Linked DNA regions of Mus musculus: regions 1 and 3 are each linked to region 2. A link is a contact called in public Hi-C and HiChIP or PLAC-seq data. All regions are on one chromosome and are shown on one strand. Each heading gives the region's core, a stretch centred on a gene start, on an enhancer-like site or on the middle of the called end of the contact. The rest is flanking DNA. Distances are from core to core; before and after follow the strand shown. Region 1 overlaps Arap2 (ArfGAP with RhoGAP domain, ankyrin repeat and PH domain 2). Region 2 holds the start of Arap2 (ArfGAP with RhoGAP domain, ankyrin repeat and PH domain 2). Region 3 overlaps Dthd1 (death domain containing 1).

Evidence for each region. A called contact is a pair of places that touch in the nucleus more often than the background predicts. HiChIP or PLAC-seq counts read pairs in DNA pulled down with a chosen protein or histone mark.
Region 1: a Hi-C map of astrocytes shows a contact between it and region 2, with 1.6 times the contacts expected there. The contact joins the enhancer-like site here to the promoter of Arap2 in region 2. A contact is called at or near these places in 1 of 484 Hi-C or Micro-C datasets (astrocytes), 2 of 115 datasets of contacts at active chromatin or transcription factors (bone marrow-derived macrophages and microglia) and 2 of 9 other capture datasets (adipose tissue and pancreatic islet).
Region 3: a BATF HiChIP or PLAC-seq map of CD8 T cells shows a contact between it and region 2, with 41 read pairs. The contact joins the enhancer-like site here to the promoter of Arap2 in region 2. A contact is called at or near these places in 2 of 39 promoter capture datasets (both in the C10 cell line), 1 of 15 datasets of contacts at CTCF or cohesin (CD8 T cells), 36 of 484 Hi-C or Micro-C datasets (B cells, the C10 cell line, CD4 T cells and 19 more), 14 of 115 datasets of contacts at active chromatin or transcription factors (the 230-238 cell line, CD8 T cells, bone marrow-derived dendritic cells and 8 more) and 2 of 9 other capture datasets (adipose tissue and liver).

What each region holds. Positions count from the first base shown.
Region 1 is chr5:62,671,722-62,675,173 of GRCm38.p6, forward strand. All of the region lies in intron 15 of Arap2 (ArfGAP with RhoGAP domain, ankyrin repeat and PH domain 2), which reads right to left. Among named protein-coding and RNA genes, the nearest start is that of Arap2, 93 kb to the right of the region's middle. Within about 2 kb of position 1,295, at least 37 of the 459 cell types and tissues checked have an H3K27ac peak or open chromatin away from gene starts, as enhancers often do. A contact at or near this core is called in adipose tissue and astrocytes, where this site is marked.
Region 2 is chr5:62,764,309-62,768,208 of GRCm38.p6, forward strand. Arap2 (ArfGAP with RhoGAP domain, ankyrin repeat and PH domain 2) reads right to left here and starts at 1,869. Exons shown (of 33, transcript NM_178407.3): 1 at 1,586-1,869.
Region 3 is chr5:62,856,161-62,859,870 of GRCm38.p6, forward strand. The region is part of intron 8 of Dthd1 (death domain containing 1); the gene reads left to right. Among named protein-coding and RNA genes, the nearest start is that of Dthd1, 46 kb to the left of the region's middle. Within about 2 kb of position 2,366, at least 63 of the 459 cell types and tissues checked have an H3K27ac peak or open chromatin away from gene starts, as enhancers often do. A contact at or near this core is called in the 230-238 cell line, B cells, CD8 T cells and 16 more, where this site is marked.

The DNA of each region.
Region 1 (3,452 bases), core at 45-2,544, 93 kb before region 2:
ATATGCTTTATAAATGGGCCAGAGGTCTGACAACTAGGTACTGATCTTGTCTTTTGAGTATCTAGAATAAAAAAGACACGATAGGAAATCTTGACATTCTTGTTAATTTGGGAAGCAGTGAATTTGTGGTTGTCAGTAATCCGAGAGAACCACTCTCTGCTACCAAAGGCACACTGTTAAAGCAGTTTCTGCAAGATGTCCACCAAAAGGATAGCAAGGCCACATAATGGGCAATTCTCAGGCCTTGGCTGGTTAACAGAGGAGTTAGTGTATGAGGGGAAAGTGAAAGAGGGGTTATTAATTTCTCTTTGTAATCCCACAGGCAATGCATTGCAGCATTCCACGAGGGATGTGGATGTTCTCATTTAGAACTGGGGTTGTCAAATGACGTCCAAGGGGCAAAGCACCTAAACTCAGAGAGTGACAGGCATCCAGAAAGTCCTGGGCTTACTGTAAGCCTCCCAACGCTCCTCCTCTCAGTCTTGACCATGTGCACAGACCATGCATGTTCTACACACTCTCTATGTATGAATCCACTGAGCCTGCAGAATGACATCGGTCTGAGCTGAAAGCACTGTCTTGTACCCTTTTCATAGGCACAGATCCCATGAGTGGCCACGATATAATTTCTAGAGCTTCCCTTTAACCACTGAGTAAAATACCTATATGCTTACTACACAATTAGACAGTAGAATCACTTTTAAAGTGTCACAGTAGAGAAGTCCCATATTCTAAGGCATGTGTGCACAATAAATCTGAGGAAGTTAAGGAAATGCTATTACTTCCCGAAACCATAAAGTCATTTTGTAAATTTCCTACATTGATGGTATTCAGCTTCCACTTATGAAAGGAATACGCATCAGTAATTTTTTTCATTTAAATAAACATCCTTTTGGTCTTAGGAAAAAAATACTTTTTAGTAAACAACGGAGGTTTTGCCTAGAATAAAAATAAATCCCTTGTTAATGTATGATATTAAATAGAAGCAGAATGAAAATGGGAGACTCTGGCCAACCCTATCCACCACTTTCTTTTCAGAAAGCAAGGGCTGCACAAAGTAATCAAAGCCAGCTACCAGGGGAAACACAGGGCTGAGGAGGGGGAACGGAAAACAAAACCAGGATGCTATTATTCAGCTCTGTGCAGAGGTTTAACAAGGGCTATCAATCTTTCTTTTCATGAACACTAAACCGAGAAAAGAAAAAGCAAAATACAGATCTGTCTTCATAAGCAAGAGCTGCACGGACTAGAGATGGGAAAAGCTGAACTGACAATGCCCAGCCTTGCGACTTGGAAAGATGCTTGCATTCCATTCCCAGACGCCTGTCTACGATTTTAATCATTGTGTTTTCTGCCCTGTGCTGACAAGGGCTGCTGGAGCGGTACTGTCCAGTGCTTGCCTTTCAGAGGCAAAGGTGACAGCCACACTTTAATCTCTATATCTTTCTAAACAGTTCGTTTTTCCTTCTATAAAGCTGGCATTCAACAACAGAAGGTACTGCCAGATCTTGCGAGGGCCAAGAATCAGGCCCAGAAAGACAGGCTTCTTCAGAGTTTAGTTTGTGCTTCTTGGGGTAGCTCTTTCTCATCAAAATATGCTTTGTGCCACAACTGTATCTTGTAATTTGCAAGGTTGCACAATTCTGTGTGGGAGTGGGGATATGCATGACAAGATTCTCATTGTCTGAGTTTCTTACTAAGCCCTGCATATCATGTTTTCTAATGGAGATATGAAGTTCAAGTTATAAATTAAGCGTTATAGGAAATGTATGCATTTTCTGAGATTTTATTCATTTACTTTTTAAAATCGTAGTTGATTACTTATAATTCATACTCTAGTCAAACCACTGACTTATGATCCAACCACATTTTTTTTTTTGCTTTTATAACTCATACTGTTTTTTTTTTCCATTTTTAATTAGGTATTTAGCTCATTTACATTTCCAATGCTATACCAAAAGTCCCCCATACCCACCCACCCCCACTCCCCTACCCACCCACTCCCCCTTTTTGGCCCTGGCGTTCCCCTGTACTGGGGCATATAAAGTTTGCGTGTCCAAGATTTTATCAAAAGGACCCAGATGTAGCTGTCTCTTGTGAGACTATGCCGGGGCCTAGCAAACACAGAAGTGGATGCTCACAGTCAGCTAATGGATGGATCACAGGGCTCCCAATGGAGGAGCTAGAGAAAGTACCCAAGGAGCTAAAGGGATCTGCAACCCTATAGGTGGAACAACATTATGAACTAACCAGTACCCCGGAGCTCTTGACTCTACCAACCACATATTATAATCAAAGACTCCCAACAAGTTACTTAGATATTTTTAAGCTGCTAGTTTCTTAATGGTAAAGTCATTCATTCAACAGATACTTATTGTGCAGTAACTACATGTTAGCACTGATTTGGGTGCCAAATATTTGATGAATCTGAACAAAAAGTGAGAAAGCATGAGTGACTCTTCACTCCTCAGGGAAGGAGTAAACAAGGAAATGAAGTAGTAGATATCTTGGACTTCATAAGTTCCATGCTGGGACTGTATACAGCATCCTCAGAGGATGATCTTCTGGTACAGAGAATATTTGGGTAGTGTAACTAAAAGACCTTGCTATGTGGCAATGAAATGACCCTGGAAAGATAGAATAGCATCAATCTGGAAATATGGCATCTATATAGGACAAGAGTAAAGAATACAGCCTTTCCAGAAACAGATGAAAATGCCTGATGGGCCAGGTATGGGAGTTTAAAAGGAATGCGCTGAAGAGTTCAGGTCCTAAACACAGGTACTAGGGAATGCAATCAGCAGTGGATGCTAGTCTCTGCCCTTGAGTGATGTGATGAACAGGATCTGACTATTGTTCTGAAAGTAATTAAGTCTGGCTCTTTGTAGAAAGTTTACATGGAAGCTATGGTAAATGTTAAGTGGACAGAAAAATCGTACCACTGTATAGGTAGGGCTGGATGAACAACAGAGCTGGTCTCGTATCAGCAGATTCAGTGTTGAGTGTAAATCTGTAAACCATGCTGACAAGTAGGAGAGAAAAAGACAAAGAATACTTGCCAGGAGAGTATTTTTAAATGAAATAATTTCTAGTGCCCTATGTAAGTAAACCTTAGATCTCTGAAACTGCTTTTAGAAAAATATTCCAAATGGGGAAAAATGGCTCTAGAATATTCAAGAAATCTGAAAAGGTATTGGTAAGTATTTTGTTTTTGTTATTATGCAAAAATTTTAGTAATTGTTTGATTTGATTTATGGGTTATCTTGCAAATCCTTTGTAAAACTTGTCAATTATTACTCCTTAGGCCAAGTAAAAGAAAACAATGAAAATCATTGCATCGTTGGGGGAAAAAAAAGCAATCTTGTAAGTATAGAGAAGAAAATGGTATTCTTTCCCACTATGCTATTAGATTGTTGTCAAGAAGAAAGGGCTACCACACGTTGGACTTCCTT
Region 2 (3,900 bases), core at 619-3,118:
ATGACAACAGAAACTATTAAAGCTGCGGCTGTCGTTCATACTTTGAATTTTATGGTCAAGTTCACCACACGGAGTTCTTCAGCTGCAAGTTAATGTGTTAGGAAGTAACAAAACAGAAAGCAAAGTCTCCTTCTAGGACCTGGAGAATCCTCAGAAGCAAGTTTTTAAAACTTCAGTTTCCAAACGCTAATGTGAGACACAAAAACTGTAATCCAGTAGAACTTGAGTTCTATTTAACCATGGTAACTAAAAGTACTTCAATCTGAAAAGCATTCATTGAGTGCCCATGAGCCTCACAACTGGGAACCTGAGATGTCAGGAAAACAAGAATTTGTTTCTAAGCGGACCCTCAGCTACTCTTTTCACAAGCAACTCCCCCCTCAAAAAAAAAAAAAAAAAAAAAAAACTGCATGTGACAGGCCGAGGAGTGGAAGGAAAGAATACAAAACAGCAGACACATATAAATTAGCTTTAACAAGCTTTTTGACTTACTATCTAGGTACATTTTTTAAAAAAAAAAATGGCTGCGACACATCAAGTCTATATAAAACCCTCTTAGTGTGAAGACCCACCTTAAATATGTGTTCAATCTCTCCTTGGACAGGAGCCAGGGGATATTTCCATTTTAGGATATAGCCTACTTGCACGACCCACTTTTATTTTCTCTCTATTAAACATTGTTAAACAGTGGAATACCAAGTGCCTTTGCCTTCCATATTTCTCTTGTAAGTGTATAAAAGTCATGAATAAAAATCTTGTCGTTATTCCTTGCCTTTAAAAAAGTTACCTCATCCATAGCCACCTTCCACTTACAGGCAATGCTCCATACACTTCTGGTGCACAAAGCTTAAGTGAAGAGAATCGATACTGGGCTTGTAAGTACAAAGCTATTATTGGGAATAACAATGACATCCGATTAAATGTACTTTTAAAAATAGCGTATTCCAATACTTAAAAAAAAAAATAAACTTATGTGCTACTAAGTGTCCTATACTTCAAGGACAAACTTGGTATCTCTCATCTAACTTACAAGAGCCTGAGACAGTTTTCCACACAGCGTATCTTATCACTTCTTGTATTTTTTTCTAAATATCAAAGGCTATTGTTCACAATATAATTTCACAAACCTTCCAAGTCAAAGAAACTCCAGATCGCCACCAAGAAAACCAAGACTAAAGAAAACATCAGAATGAAGTAAAATAAAAACTTACTTCAATTAATAGATGGACACCAATTCTCCCATGAGAACTGCTTCCCACACTAAAGGTGAAAGAGCTGCCTGGTAACCGCACTCCAGAGAGGTCCCCTGGTACAGTGCTAGGTTCAAGCAGGTGGAGGCCGAATGATTGTAATTAAAGTTAATTAACAGGGCTGCCCTTAAGTGTGTAACCAGAAGGGTGTGGGGGGTGCAGGGGGGAGCACAGAGCCCCAAGTCATTACCTCCACCGAGAAAAGAACTCAGCGCCTGGAACTTGCCCAGGCAGTTTTTGGTCGGGGGCAGAGGGGGATGAGACAGTCTGATTGACTGGACTGTCAATCGTGCGGGTCAAATCCCAGAAGCAAGCGCAGCTTTCTAATCACTTACCGCCTTTGGTTTCTCTTCCGACGCCCACTCGCGGGACGCGCAATCCGAGCGACACAATCCAGAGCCGCCCGAGCACTCCACGCGTCCCGAAGCGCTGCGTTCTCGCACCCGGGACCGGACCGCGGCCAGCGCACCCCGGGGACTCGCCTCGCTCGCGCGCGGCCCGCGAGCCCCGGCAGCGCAGCGCCGGCTCGTCCCCGTGGGGCGCTGTCCCCGGCGGCGAGCGGGCGGACCCCGCGCCGCACCTGGAGGCGGGAGCGCGGCTGGGCTCCGCGGGCGAGCGCGCAGCCCCGGAAGCCGCGCCTGCCCGGGCCGCCCAGGTGCTCGGCGCCGCGCCCGGCTGCTTCCTCCCGAGCCCCGGGGGCGGGGATCCGCGGCCGGCGGGGGCGGCCCGAGCTCAACGGCGGGGGCGGCGGGGCAGGCCGTCCCGGTTCGGCAGCATTGTTGCGCAGCTGAGTCAGCCCGCCTGCCGCTCGGCCGCGCCTGCCGCCCAGGCCACCTGGAGCGCGTCTGCCCAGTGGCGACCCTGGAAGGGCGCGTCCCCCCGGGGCGGGGGATTGGCCCTGCCACCCTCCCGCTGAGACCCTCGCTGGGTTACAGATACACGTTGCTGGGACTGTGTGCGCTGACCTGGGCGGGTGGCCAGTGGGGTGGATCCTGCCGCCTCTGAATGCAGAAGCGCTACACTACCCAGAACTTTCCCTGTAGCCTCAGTGTTTCCCAAACTTCACACACATCTAGGACACCCTTTTGCCTAGGTTCCAGGAATAAGTATATCCACCAAACCCAAAGTCGGATTCTCCCCAGTCACCGCTACGACCAAATTCTAAGATCCCTTTTTTTAGATGAATCTCAGGAGGAGGAGCATAACACCCAATGGCCTGAGGAACACTTATCTCTGGGAAACTAGGTCTCAAACCTGGGGGTTGTTTGAGTCTGGAAGGCCTTTCTGTCTTTGAATCAGTCCTTAAATGATCTTGGTGATACAATGAGAAAAACAAAAAGAGAGAGAGAGAGAGAATCCCAGAAACCTACCTGAGAACAAGCAGGATCCTTGCTGACCTGCTTCATACTCCTGTTTTGAGTTTGTTGTTTGTTTTTAATAGATTACCTACCTGAGTTTCTCCCTCAAAACATGAAAGTACTTACTTATCTTCCTGCTGTATCTGTTGACGAAAGTGAAGCAATTACAGTGATGCGGACCTTATTATGAAAATAAGCTAATGGGTGAAGCTCACAGGGTGAGAGGCTTCCCAGGAGCTCAGGCCTTCACGAGTCCACATCACCAACTGCCATCCAAAACCACCATCTTTCCGGGGGTAAAGAGGGGCTTGAGCTGCAGCATCCTTTACACAGAAGGTTTCACAAGAAGGCCCTGGGCAAATTGCCTTCATTTTCTCCCAAAAGACTTGCAGAATTCTTTTTGTCTGTGTTATTTTTCTTTTGTTTAATCTTTGTTTCTTTCTTTTTATTTCTTTATTTTTAATTTATTAATTTATTTTGCTTTTAGTTTTACTTTCCACGCCATTTATTACAAATTTTCTGTGAGTTGCTCTTTCCCGGACTCATCTTCCCCCTTTGCTCCCGGTTTCTTTTTCTTTCTCTCCTAACAGCGCTCATATATTCCCACCACCACCTCCACACCCCCAATCTTCATTAGCCTTCTTAAATCCTTCTCGGAACAAGTCAGGCCATCAAATATACAAGTATTCTTACATCAGTTATGGTGTCTCGCGGGGGGGGGGGGGGGGGGGGGCAACCTTTAACATGTTACTTTTCACAGTTGCTTTTATAAGATAGTTTGGACGTGTGTCCTTAGACCATCTTAGTTCCTTAATCATGCCGTTCAGTTATCCGAGATTTTCAATTTTTTTTTTAATGTTGGATAATTTGAGCATGCAACTCTGAAGATACACGGTAAACAACTACAAAACAATCTCTAGATGCCATCTCTCCCAGGGGACAGACTATGGTGCTGCCGGGTAGACGTGTGATTTAATAGCCATTGTAGTAGGCAAAATGCCTCTCCACTACAGACTGCATACACCACTCCTGAGTGCTAAGTTGGTCTGCTGAATCTTCATATGCGGGTTTGGAGGGGTGGGGTGAGGAGATAGCTCGGGAAAGATGGTAAAAGCTACCTTTTATTAATTGCTTGTTAATCACCAGTCTCTAGCCAAACAACTGATACATATTTTATAGGTATGCCACAACTCTGAGCTGAAATAATTCTTCCAGTTTTATAAATGCGGGTTTAATTGAAGATGAAAGAGGCTCAGTAGTGAAGAGCAGATAAATTGAGCACATCTAAGCTG
Region 3 (3,710 bases), core at 1,116-3,615, 92 kb after region 2:
ATCCTGGTTGTCAATTTGACTATACCTGGAATGAACTATAATTCAGAAATGGAGGGCACAACTGTGACCCAGATCTTGAAGATGGAAGACTCAGGCTTCTGACCCAGATCTTAACATGAAGAACTTGAGACATAGCATCTATGAAAAGTTTAGGCCAAGGTAAGGTGGTACATGGCTTAAATCCCAGGAGACAAAGACAAGTAGATCTCTGAACTCAAGGCCAGCCTGAGACAAAGCAAGTCCCAAATCCAGGCATGGTGGTACACACCTCTAATCTAGGGCACACCTTCTGCTGGAGGTCTACATAATGACATTGGAAGAAAGAAGGATCGCTCTTCTTCATCTGCTTGCCCTAAATTGCCAGCACATCTGTTGGGCCTACTTCTTCAGGATTCCAGCTTATACAAAAGACCAGTTCAAACACCCATCCCTGAGGGACTGAGCACCTACTAGATTCTTGGACTTCCCATTTACAGCTGGGCATTGTTGGGTTAGTTGGACTACAGACTATATAAGTCATTACAATAAATTCCCTTAATATATAGAAACATTCCATAAGTTCTGTGACTCCAGAGAACCCCGACTAATACAATCATGAAAGCCAAAAATTACTTTGTAGCTATTTCCCTAAGTTAGAAATTGGATTACATGTATTCACAGCTAGCAAATTCCTATATTCATTTTGAATCTATAAAGTGAAGGCTGCTAAGAGAAGACTGGATCTCACTTGGTTAGGAGTCTGGTCTCATTGCCCATCCCCACAGGGACACACTTCCACCAACAAGGCCTTACCTCCTAATAGTGTGGGCTGAGCATGTGCACACCACCCCACTATGATTCCCAGTGGGTGCTAGAAGTTATTGAAACCTAAGTGAATAACATTTTTAATGTATATACAGCTATGATGAAGTTTAGTTTATAAATTAGACAGGTTAAGGTGTAAATAAGCACAGCTAACAATAATATGGGACAATTGATAATTTATTATTAAAAAGTTCTATAAGATTTATCAATTGTTTATCTCTGGTATTCCTAATTAATAATTTTATCCACAATTGACCATGATACCATGGAGGCTGAAGGATACTGAGTCCAGAAAATACACAGCAGTCATAAGGGACAGCTACTGTAAAGTCTCTACATGGCCTACTTGGCTATTGATTCCAAGCTTTTGTATCCCATCTCCTTCCCTTGTTCACCTGCAATCCCACAGTTAGCCTGTCCCTCCTTCTAGGTTACTCTTCTCTGTCTTCTGATTTAAATACGTGTTAATGATTTCTCTGTCCTGAATGGTCCTTCTAATATCTACCTATATACCAATACCTCAATAGTCATCTCATGGTCAAGTTTCACATTCTCTCTAAAGCCTTCTCTGAATCTATTTAATAGCAAATGTATTTCTGGATTCATAACCCAACACTCTAGAGCCTTCTTACTTGATTTAACTGTGTTTCTCTCTAAAGCACTGGAGCCTCGTGTGTTAGCTATATTGCAGAAAGATTGACTTAGCAAGGATTTAAGTAAGCCCTATGACTTCAGGGGAACTTTGTTCTGTTCCTTTATTATTCATTGTTCAACAAGGATAAAGAACAATGCTTGGCACAGTTAGATGTAACCAATGCTTGCTGCATAAATGCCTTAATGAATACAGCTTATACTATAGGTGGTAAAATAAGAGAAAATGAGACATGTTAAGGAAAGAAACAAATAAGCATCAAAGAATAAACAAAATTGGTGAAATGTGTTAAAATAGGACAGTTACAGAAGACCAACAGTGAGTTACCTTCTGGGCAGAGAAGAAACACAAGACAAGAAGCCTCTTTGCCTACAGTCCTGGGAAAGCATCAGCCAGAGTAAGGCAAATAGTAAATATCTAGCCTCCATGATGCCTTCAAGGAAAAACATCATGGATACTATTCATATGGTGGCTAAGAAGTTGAGTTGAGGTCTGAAAAATGATCTAACTGGTCTTAGTGGCCTTGGAAGATGATGCCCTTATGAAATTGACCATGTCATCAATACAAGTGAAAATTTGAGGCCTCATAATACAATCATTTCCAGTAAAGCATTTCTAAGTTGTGCATAAAGCAACTCATTTCATAAATGTTCCAGAACATTTTGTTGACATTACATGCCATTGTACACTGGAAGAAGGAAAGCACCTTTAAAAAATTGAGTTTTTAAGTGGAAGGAAGTGGTTAGACTGCTTGGTGCCGGAACACACACTTCTGAAGTCACCCAGATGGCTGTCTATATGACATTTGCTTGTTTTTCGTCAGCTTGGGTTGTGACAACCTTGTACTTCTCCCACCTGTTTGGTGGTTTTGCTTTGAATAGAGTCAGGCAGGGCTCCAGACACAAAGCTGGAGTCTACCTGAGGCTGAAGCTCTGAGTAATACCTCAGTGGCAGCCTTACATAAGCAATCCTGACCTAACTTCTGCTGAGACTGAACTTCCTTTAGAAAAACAAACAAAATGACCCTGTGAACTCATGACATATTGTCATGCCATTTCTAGTTAAAAAAAAAAAAAAAGTGTCACAACATTTGCACTTCCACCACATTAAATAGGTTAAAGGAAGGAACTGTGAATGTGCTATTGCAAGAGCTTGTGTATCAAAAGCATCACTTTCTCTCGGTTTGAGACTTTCATTGCCCACTCCCTACCATGCTGAAAATGATTTTAAAAACGTAATTTGTTTCCAAAAACATGAACTGCTAAAAGAATCTTCACTAAGTAAATTAGAAGATTCTGAGATGGGAGAAAATTTATCATGGTCACAAGCACCTTAGCATTGCTTACAGTTTTCAGATGTAGTTATTTTATGTAATTATATTAGGATTAAAAATGAAAGTGTCACTAGCACATGTGAGTAGCACTAGATGCACTCAGTGGTTTGTAAATAGAAAATTAATTGGAAGGAAAATGTGTTGGGAGAACAAGGAGAAGTTAGTGTGTGTGGGGGGGCGGTGAAAGATACAGATATGATTTAGATATATTCTATATTATGTGTAAAATTTTCAGAATAAATATAATTACTATTTTAAAAAGCACAATTCATTACCCTGTTGATGGATAATAAAAAAAAACAAGTTCAGAAAAAATATACATATAGTACATATGGATTATATATAATATATTTAATACACACATATACATATGTGTGTATGTATGTATGTAGGTATTAAACCCTATCAGAAAAAAAACAGAGTAATTTGAGTTTTGTTGTTTTTTCAGAAACATTGAACTTAACAACAGTTTTAGAGTTTGTTAGAATTTAGTTCCATGTTTTCTATATTGAAGTCAATTTTAGCAACATCTATATTGCTTTATGGTCCATCCTCTGTCAGTCAGATAATGAGTTCAACTAAGAAATATTATGTTAAATTATGCAGAGACTGAGAGACCTTGGGACACTCAGTCCTTCTTAAATGAGATGTCTCCAACAAATCCCTCCCCTCACAACTTGGGGGAACCCCAGGAAGAGGAGGCAGAGAGAATTTAAGAATCAGAAGGGATTGAGGACACCAAGAAAAGAAGGCTCTGTAAATCTATGTGAGCATAGCTCATATGAGCTCACAGAGACTGAAGTAGCATGCATGTTGCTTGAATGGGTCCACACCAGGTCCACAGTGAGTATAATATGGCTTCCAGTTTAGTGTTTTCATGGGACTCTTGAGTGTGTGAGTGAGTGGACGTTTATTCAAGTG